2 separate regions of the Sus scrofa genome follow, and region 2 is linked to region 1. The links are chromatin contacts, called in public Hi-C maps. All regions are on one chromosome and are shown on one strand. The core of a region is the stretch at or near the end of the contact, and the rest is flanking DNA. Distances in the headings are between cores, read along the strand shown. Region 1 holds the start of KCNK15 (potassium channel subfamily K member 15). Region 2 has its middle 14 kb from the start of YWHAB.

What was found. Hi-C and Micro-C count contacts between places; a contact is called where the count stands out from the background.
Region 2: a Hi-C map of epiblast stem cells shows a contact between it and region 1, with 2.1 times the contacts expected there. The contact joins the enhancer-like site here to the promoter of KCNK15 in region 1. A contact is called at or near these places in 13 of 47 Hi-C or Micro-C datasets (alveolar macrophages, brain, embryonic fibroblasts and 8 more).

Annotation. Positions count from the first base shown.
Region 1 is chr17:47,159,935-47,163,063 of Sscrofa11.1, forward strand. It overlaps KCNK15 (potassium channel subfamily K member 15), which reads left to right and starts at 1,554. Exons shown (of 2, transcript XM_003483962.4): 1 at 1,554-1,836. The coding sequence starts at 1,554.
Region 2 is chr17:47,281,977-47,285,105 of Sscrofa11.1, forward strand. No RefSeq gene overlaps it. Among named protein-coding and RNA genes, the nearest start is that of YWHAB, 14 kb to the right of the region's middle. Within about 2 kb of position 1,480, at least 4 of the 83 cell types and tissues checked have an H3K27ac peak or open chromatin away from gene starts, as enhancers often do. A contact at or near this core is called in epiblast stem cells, where this site is marked.

The DNA of each region.
Region 1 (3,129 bases), core at 304-2,803:
GGTTGGGGGGGCAGGCAGCCACCATTGCTCTGCAGACCCACCTTAGAGACAAGGAAAGTGAAGTCCGGAGAGGCCACGGGAGGGTGCTAAAGCCCCCAGCATCTTGCCTGACCAGGTGGTGCAGTGTATCAGAAGGACTGTGACCTTGAGGGCAAGACAGCCCCAAGTTCAAGTCCTGACTCAGCCACTGCTCAGCTGTGAGGACTTGGCAAATCGGGTCTCTTCTCCGCAGCCCGGCTTCCCACACTGAGAAGTGAGGGGTCCCTTAGCAACATCTCTAAGCGTGCATAGTGCGGACAGCACCCCAGAGTCTCGGTCTTGCCTTGCTTCTGGAAAAAGAATTCTTGACACCTGCCGGTGACCGTCTGTTGTAAAAAAGGGAGGGAAGGTAGCTACTGGGTACCTGGAAAGGGACACACGGTGTCTTTTATAATGCTTGACATGGTCCTAGGAGGTGGGCATGACCATCACCCCCATTTCTCAGATGGGAAACCAAGGCACAGAGAAGCAGATGTTTTCTGTCCACAGGGAATCAGCTAGAAAGGGGACAAGCTGGAATTTGACCTCAGACCTCATTGGTTCCAGCTGTGTTCACGACCAGGACTCATGAACCGTGTGCTCCAAGCCACCCTCAGCATGCATTTGGATGACAAGAGTCTCCAAATTGCCTCCACTCTCAGCCACTGTCCCTTTTCCACGTGACAGCCAGAGTGCCCCTTTTTTTTTTTTTAAATGTCAATCAGATCATTGGTGTTTATTTTCCTGCTTCCAGCCTTTCTGGGGTTTTCTACTATACTGAAGAATAAACCTTCAGGAGGCCCTGTGAAACCCTGTGTGAAATGGACTCTGTCTTCCTTCCACCGCCCCGTCCCCCAGCATCCCAATTACTGTGGCTCCAGACACACTGGCTGCTGTGCTTAAAGGACCCGCACTTGCTGCCTGGACGCTCCAGCTCCAGTCACTCCTCTGGGAGGCTGTCTCCCACCACCTTAGCTGGCAGTGCCCTCCCACCCCAACTCGCGCAAGAAACGATGTGTTCCTTCTTTTTCACACTTGTCTTAAATTATCTTTTTGTTTTGTTTGCTTTCGAGCCAACCCTCCTTCCTAGGATAATCAGCTCTATTTACACCAGGACTCTCTACACCGGTGGGTGCTGGGTAAATATGTGTTGAATGACTGATCAAAGGAAGGAATGACTTGCCCAAGGTCACAGGACGACATAGCGGGGGAGGCAGGGCCCCTGCAGACCTGGGCTTTGGGAGCTTTGCTCCAACTGTCACTATTTGCAGATGTATTAGCACCGGGGCACCACCAGGTCAAGACAGATGCGCAGGAGGCGGCAGGGAGGCCGCACCTGGAGGAGCCCGCTCGCTGCTCCTCGTCCCGCCCTATCGAGGCCCCGCCCCTGGGAGCCCGGGCCCCGCCCCCGAGAGCCGCACCCCAGCCTCCCGCAGCCCTGGCTCCGCCGACGCCAGGCAGCCGTCGGGGCGCATGGACGGGGCGGCGGCGGCGGGCGAGCTGTGGGGCCCGAGAGCGGGGCCCCGGGCTCCGCGATGAGGAAGCAGAGCTTGCGCACCGCCGCGCTCATCCTGTGCATTCTGTCCTACCTGCTGGTGGGCGCTGCCGTCTTCGACGCGCTCGAGTCGGAGGCGGAGAGCGGCCGCAAGCGCCTGCTGGCCCAGAAGCGGAGCGAGTTGCGGAGGAAGTACGGCTTCTCCACGGAAGACTACCGCGAGCTGGAGCGCCTGGCGCTGCAAGCCGAGCCGCACCGCGCCGGCCGCCAGTGGAAGTTCGCCGGCTCCTTCTACTTCGCCATCACCGTCATCACCACCATCGGTGAGCGGCCCCGGCGCCTCCCCTCGGCGCTCGCTCCGTCCCCAGCCGCCCGTGGCGTCCTGGCTTTGAATCCTACCTCTGCCCCTGCCCAGCTGGGTGACTTTGGACCAGTCATTTCAGTTCGCCGAGCCTCACTTGCCTCCCTCTGTCGAATGGGCTGTTCCACACAGGCAAGGCTGGAGAAGCCGTTAGGTCCCCTTAGCCAAGAGGCTGGCCGCAGGGGTGTCAGAAATCGCCCCCAGGGGCTGGGAGATGGATGGAGTGGGGCCGGAAGTCCAAGTGGCTGGAGTTGTTTCTTTGCCTGGTTGCCTCGCACTAGCTGTGTGACCCCAGACCAGCTGCTTAACCTCTCTGAGCCTCAGTTTTCTCCTCTGTAAAATAGAGGGGCCAATAGGCCCTTTGTCAAGGCGGTGGTGAGACAGTTATTAAGCAGAAAATAAATGCATAAAGTTTTAGCACGGGGCCTGACACATAGAAAAGCACTAAAAAAAAAAGATGAATTTTTGTATTATGATGTGAAAGAGAACAGGCACCTAGTGGTTCTTAGTCACTGCTGTATGGCCAGTACCTAGCCTGTAGTAGACACTCAGTAAATATTTGTTGAAGGAATGACTGATTACTACCAGCTTTGGACCTCACCCTCAGGGATCCAGAGCACTTTCTCAGTAGCATCTGGACCGCCAGCCGTTGCCATGGCTACCGCCTGGCTGGTACCTGCAGAGCCTAAGCCTGGGAAAGCAGAATAGGAAAGAAGCAGGCTCTGCAGGACTCCACGCTGGGTGCCAGCCACTCCCCAGGCCCCAGCTGTGGATGTCCAGGCACCTGACCACCACCCTGGAAGCCAGTGCCTTGGAGAAAGTTCCTCCATAATTCTCCTGCAAGTCAATGTGAGTTTGTGGGTTTAGCAGTGGCGTTAAAAGCCTGAGTTCTACAATTACATAGACCAGAGTTCTGGTCTCATCTCTATTGCCTTCTGCCTTCTCTGGCAATTGATTGTACCTCTCTGAGCCCCAGTTTCCTCAAACACAAAATGCAGTGGTTGGAGTTCCCGTCGTGGTGCAGTGGTTAACGAATCCAACTGGGAACCATGAGGTTGCGGGTTCGATCCCTTGCTCAGTGGGTTGGGGATCCGGCGTTGCCGTGAGCTGTGGTGTAGGTTGCAGACGCGGCTCAGATCCCGTGTTGCTGTGGCTCTGGTGTAGGCCGGTGGCTACAGCTCCGATTAGATCCCTAGCCTGGGAACCTCCATATGCCACGGGAGCGGCCCTAGAAAAGGCAAAAAGACCCCCCCAA
Region 2 (3,129 bases), core at 230-2,729, 120 kb after region 1:
TAATTCCACCTCTGAGAGAAGACATCATCAGTACCTAAGCCTGTGTAGGATCAAACAAATCTTGGCTACAGAAGTGTAAGTCTCAACTGAATCTGATAAGAAGGCTTGTAAAGAGAACGGAAGTAATCTGGCGAACACGAGTACTTGGAGATTTTAAATGCTGGGCTGAAATTGCCTTCTTAGCAAGATAAGGAAGAGAAGGTTATAGAATGTTAACACTGCCAAGACTGTAAGAAGACAATAAGCCAAGGGCATTATTGGAAACCAATTGGAGGGGGGACAAAAGCCACAGGCTAGATGAAAACTATTTGTCCCTCTGAGTTCCCTGGTGACATAGTGGTTAAGGATCTGGCGTGGTCACTGCTGTGTCTTAGATCACTGCTGTGGTGTGGGTTCAGTCCATGGCCCGGGCACTTCTACATGATGTGGGCATGGCCAACAATTTTTTTTAATTAAATTAAATTTTTAAAAAACTATGCATGCCCCAAACTCCTACAAGCTAACAGGGGCTAGCCTTGGGTATGGTAATATCTTTCAAAATATAACATTGAAGGAACAGTCCATGAAAGAAAGAATTGATAAACTGAAATTCATTAAGGTTAAAAACTTCTGGAGTTGTGACGCAGTGGCTTAGGGATCTGGCATTGTCTCTGCAGCAGCATGGGTTCAATCCCCAGCCCAGCGCAGTAAGTTAAGGTGTTGCTGCAGGTATGGTGTAGGTTGCAGCTGAGGCTTGGATTTGATCCCTGGCCTGAAAACTTCCACATGCCACAGGTGTGGCCAAAAAAGAAAAAAAAAAAAAAAAAAAAATGGCCAGGGAGTTCCCATTGTGGCTCAGCAGAAAGGAACCTAACTAGTAACCATGAGGGTTCAGGTTCCATCCCTGGCCTCACTCAGCGGGTTAAGGATCAGTGTTGCCATGAGCTGTGATGTAAGTCCAAGATGTGGCTCGGATCTGGTGTTGCTGCAGCTGTGAAGTAGGCCAGCAGCTGTAGTTCTGATTTGACCCCTAGCCTGGGAACCTCCATATGCCGCAAGTGCGGCCCTTAAATGCCAAAAGGTAAAAAAATAAATGACCCAATTCCAAAACACTGACAGCATCAAATGCTGGTGAGGATGTGAAACAAGAGGAATTCTCATTCACTGTCTCGAGAAAATGTTCCTTTCCTATTTAATGGTCTTCCACCTCACAGTCTGCCTGAACCAGATCCGAGGACCACAGGTTTTCTGATTATTGATTTTTTTTTTTTTTTTTCCTGCAGTGAGCAGCAGCTTGATGTGGGATCTCAGCTCCTTGTCCAGGAATTGAACTCAGGCTGCAGCCATGAATATGCTGAGTCCTAACCACTAGACCACCAGGGAACTCCTTGGTGGTGAAGGTTCTGGGAGACCATCGAACATACCTGCTTGTGCTGCCCTTGGGCCTGTGTGACCTGGTCTTAACGGAGGAGTCAGGCCTTGTGGCCAGGCTGAGAACCGGCTCCTGACTTCCAGCCCAGAGCCCTGCGGCCCACCCCTGCAGTCTCAGATTCCTAAGTGCATTTGGCTCTGGGCATAAGAGAAAAGAGAGCCATTTGGGAGGCATTGAAACATTTCCTCCTGTGCAAATTGTTTCTTTTTCTGCTGGCAAGTCCAAGGTGTTCTGACAAAGGTCAAACGTATTTATTTTCTTGAATATTCTAGGGGTGAGAGTGAAACATACATGAGGGCGAGAGCCAGAGCGGTTGGGGGTGGAGATTTGCCAACTTTGAGAGCCCAAGGGGCTTCTTTTTATCCCAGGAAATGGTTGGTGTTTTGGGCACAGAAAACAACCTCTGGTTTTCTTTTCAAAACAGCAGAAATTATAATGTGGGAAAATTAGGAAATGGTTGAACAGACCCACGAGGCGCTCGAGGCCATTCCCCAGGGGGGGCCCTGGGCTCCTGCCCAGCCTCCCCTCCCCCTCTCCCCACCCCCACCTGATACCTGAGCTTTTCCAGCCCAGCACGGAACTCCCCTGGGCTGTTACCTCTGCCTGGACTGGCCCCCGCCCCAGTTCCTCCGTCTGCTGAGTGCCCCCCCCCCAACCCCCAGGACTCAAATTTGACACCACCTCCTCCTCGAAGGCCCCCTCCCCCACGCCCGCTTCCCGCCTCTGCCGCATTGCATCACGTCTTTCAGTCTTTGCACGTATCAGGCTGTGTCAAATCTGCCCATACACCCATCTGTCTCTCCCTTGGGGCTGGAGCTCATGCACTGGACCCCCTGGCTCCGATCTGACCCTCAAATAGAATCCTGTTTTATTTGGCCTGCAGCGTTTGGGCCTATGCAGGGTTTTTCAGGGTTTTTTTGCATTCATTGCCAAAAATTCAAAATCAAGAGATTTCACAGAGTTCCCTGGTGGTCTGGGGGTTAGAATGTATGCTTTCGCTGCTGCGGCCCCGGTTCCATCTCTGGTCAGGGAACTGAGATCCTGCAACAAGCTGCTGCATGCTGCATCCAAAAAAAAAAAAAAAAAAAAAGAAAGAAAGAAAAGAGAGAGATTTCAAGTAAAAGTCCAGATTTCTATCCTCTTGGCAACTTGGAAATCCAGCAACACGGATGCACTTCCTCACCCCTGTGACGGGGTCTAGTTTACCGAGAGCAGCGTTTCCCCGTTTGGCCACAATTCCCAGAATGCCCTGTGCCGTCTCAGCATTGAAGCCTCTCAACAAAGCCATTTGTCATAATTCTTACAATATTGTTTTTTCTGTTTTGTTCTGTTTTTACAGTGGAGTGAAAAACCAAAATATTTCTTTTACCTGTGTTCCGTCCTCCCACATGGCCCACTGAATACCTCATAGGTAACCATGTTTGTAAATTTTTTCCTTTCAAATCTCTTATTTTTGCACTTAAACACAATGATAAATAAAAATGGACGTATCGAGAATCTCTTTCTTTTTCTTTTTTTTCTTTCTTTCTTTCCTTTTTTTTTTTTTTTTTTTTGCTATTTAGATCCACACGTGTGGCACATGGAAGTTCCCAGGCTAGGGGTCAAATCTGAGCTACAGCTGCCGGCCACAGCCACAGCAATGCCAGGTTCAAGCCACGTCTTCAACCTACGCCACAGCTCATGGCAATGCCGGATCCCTGACCCACTGAGTGGGGCCA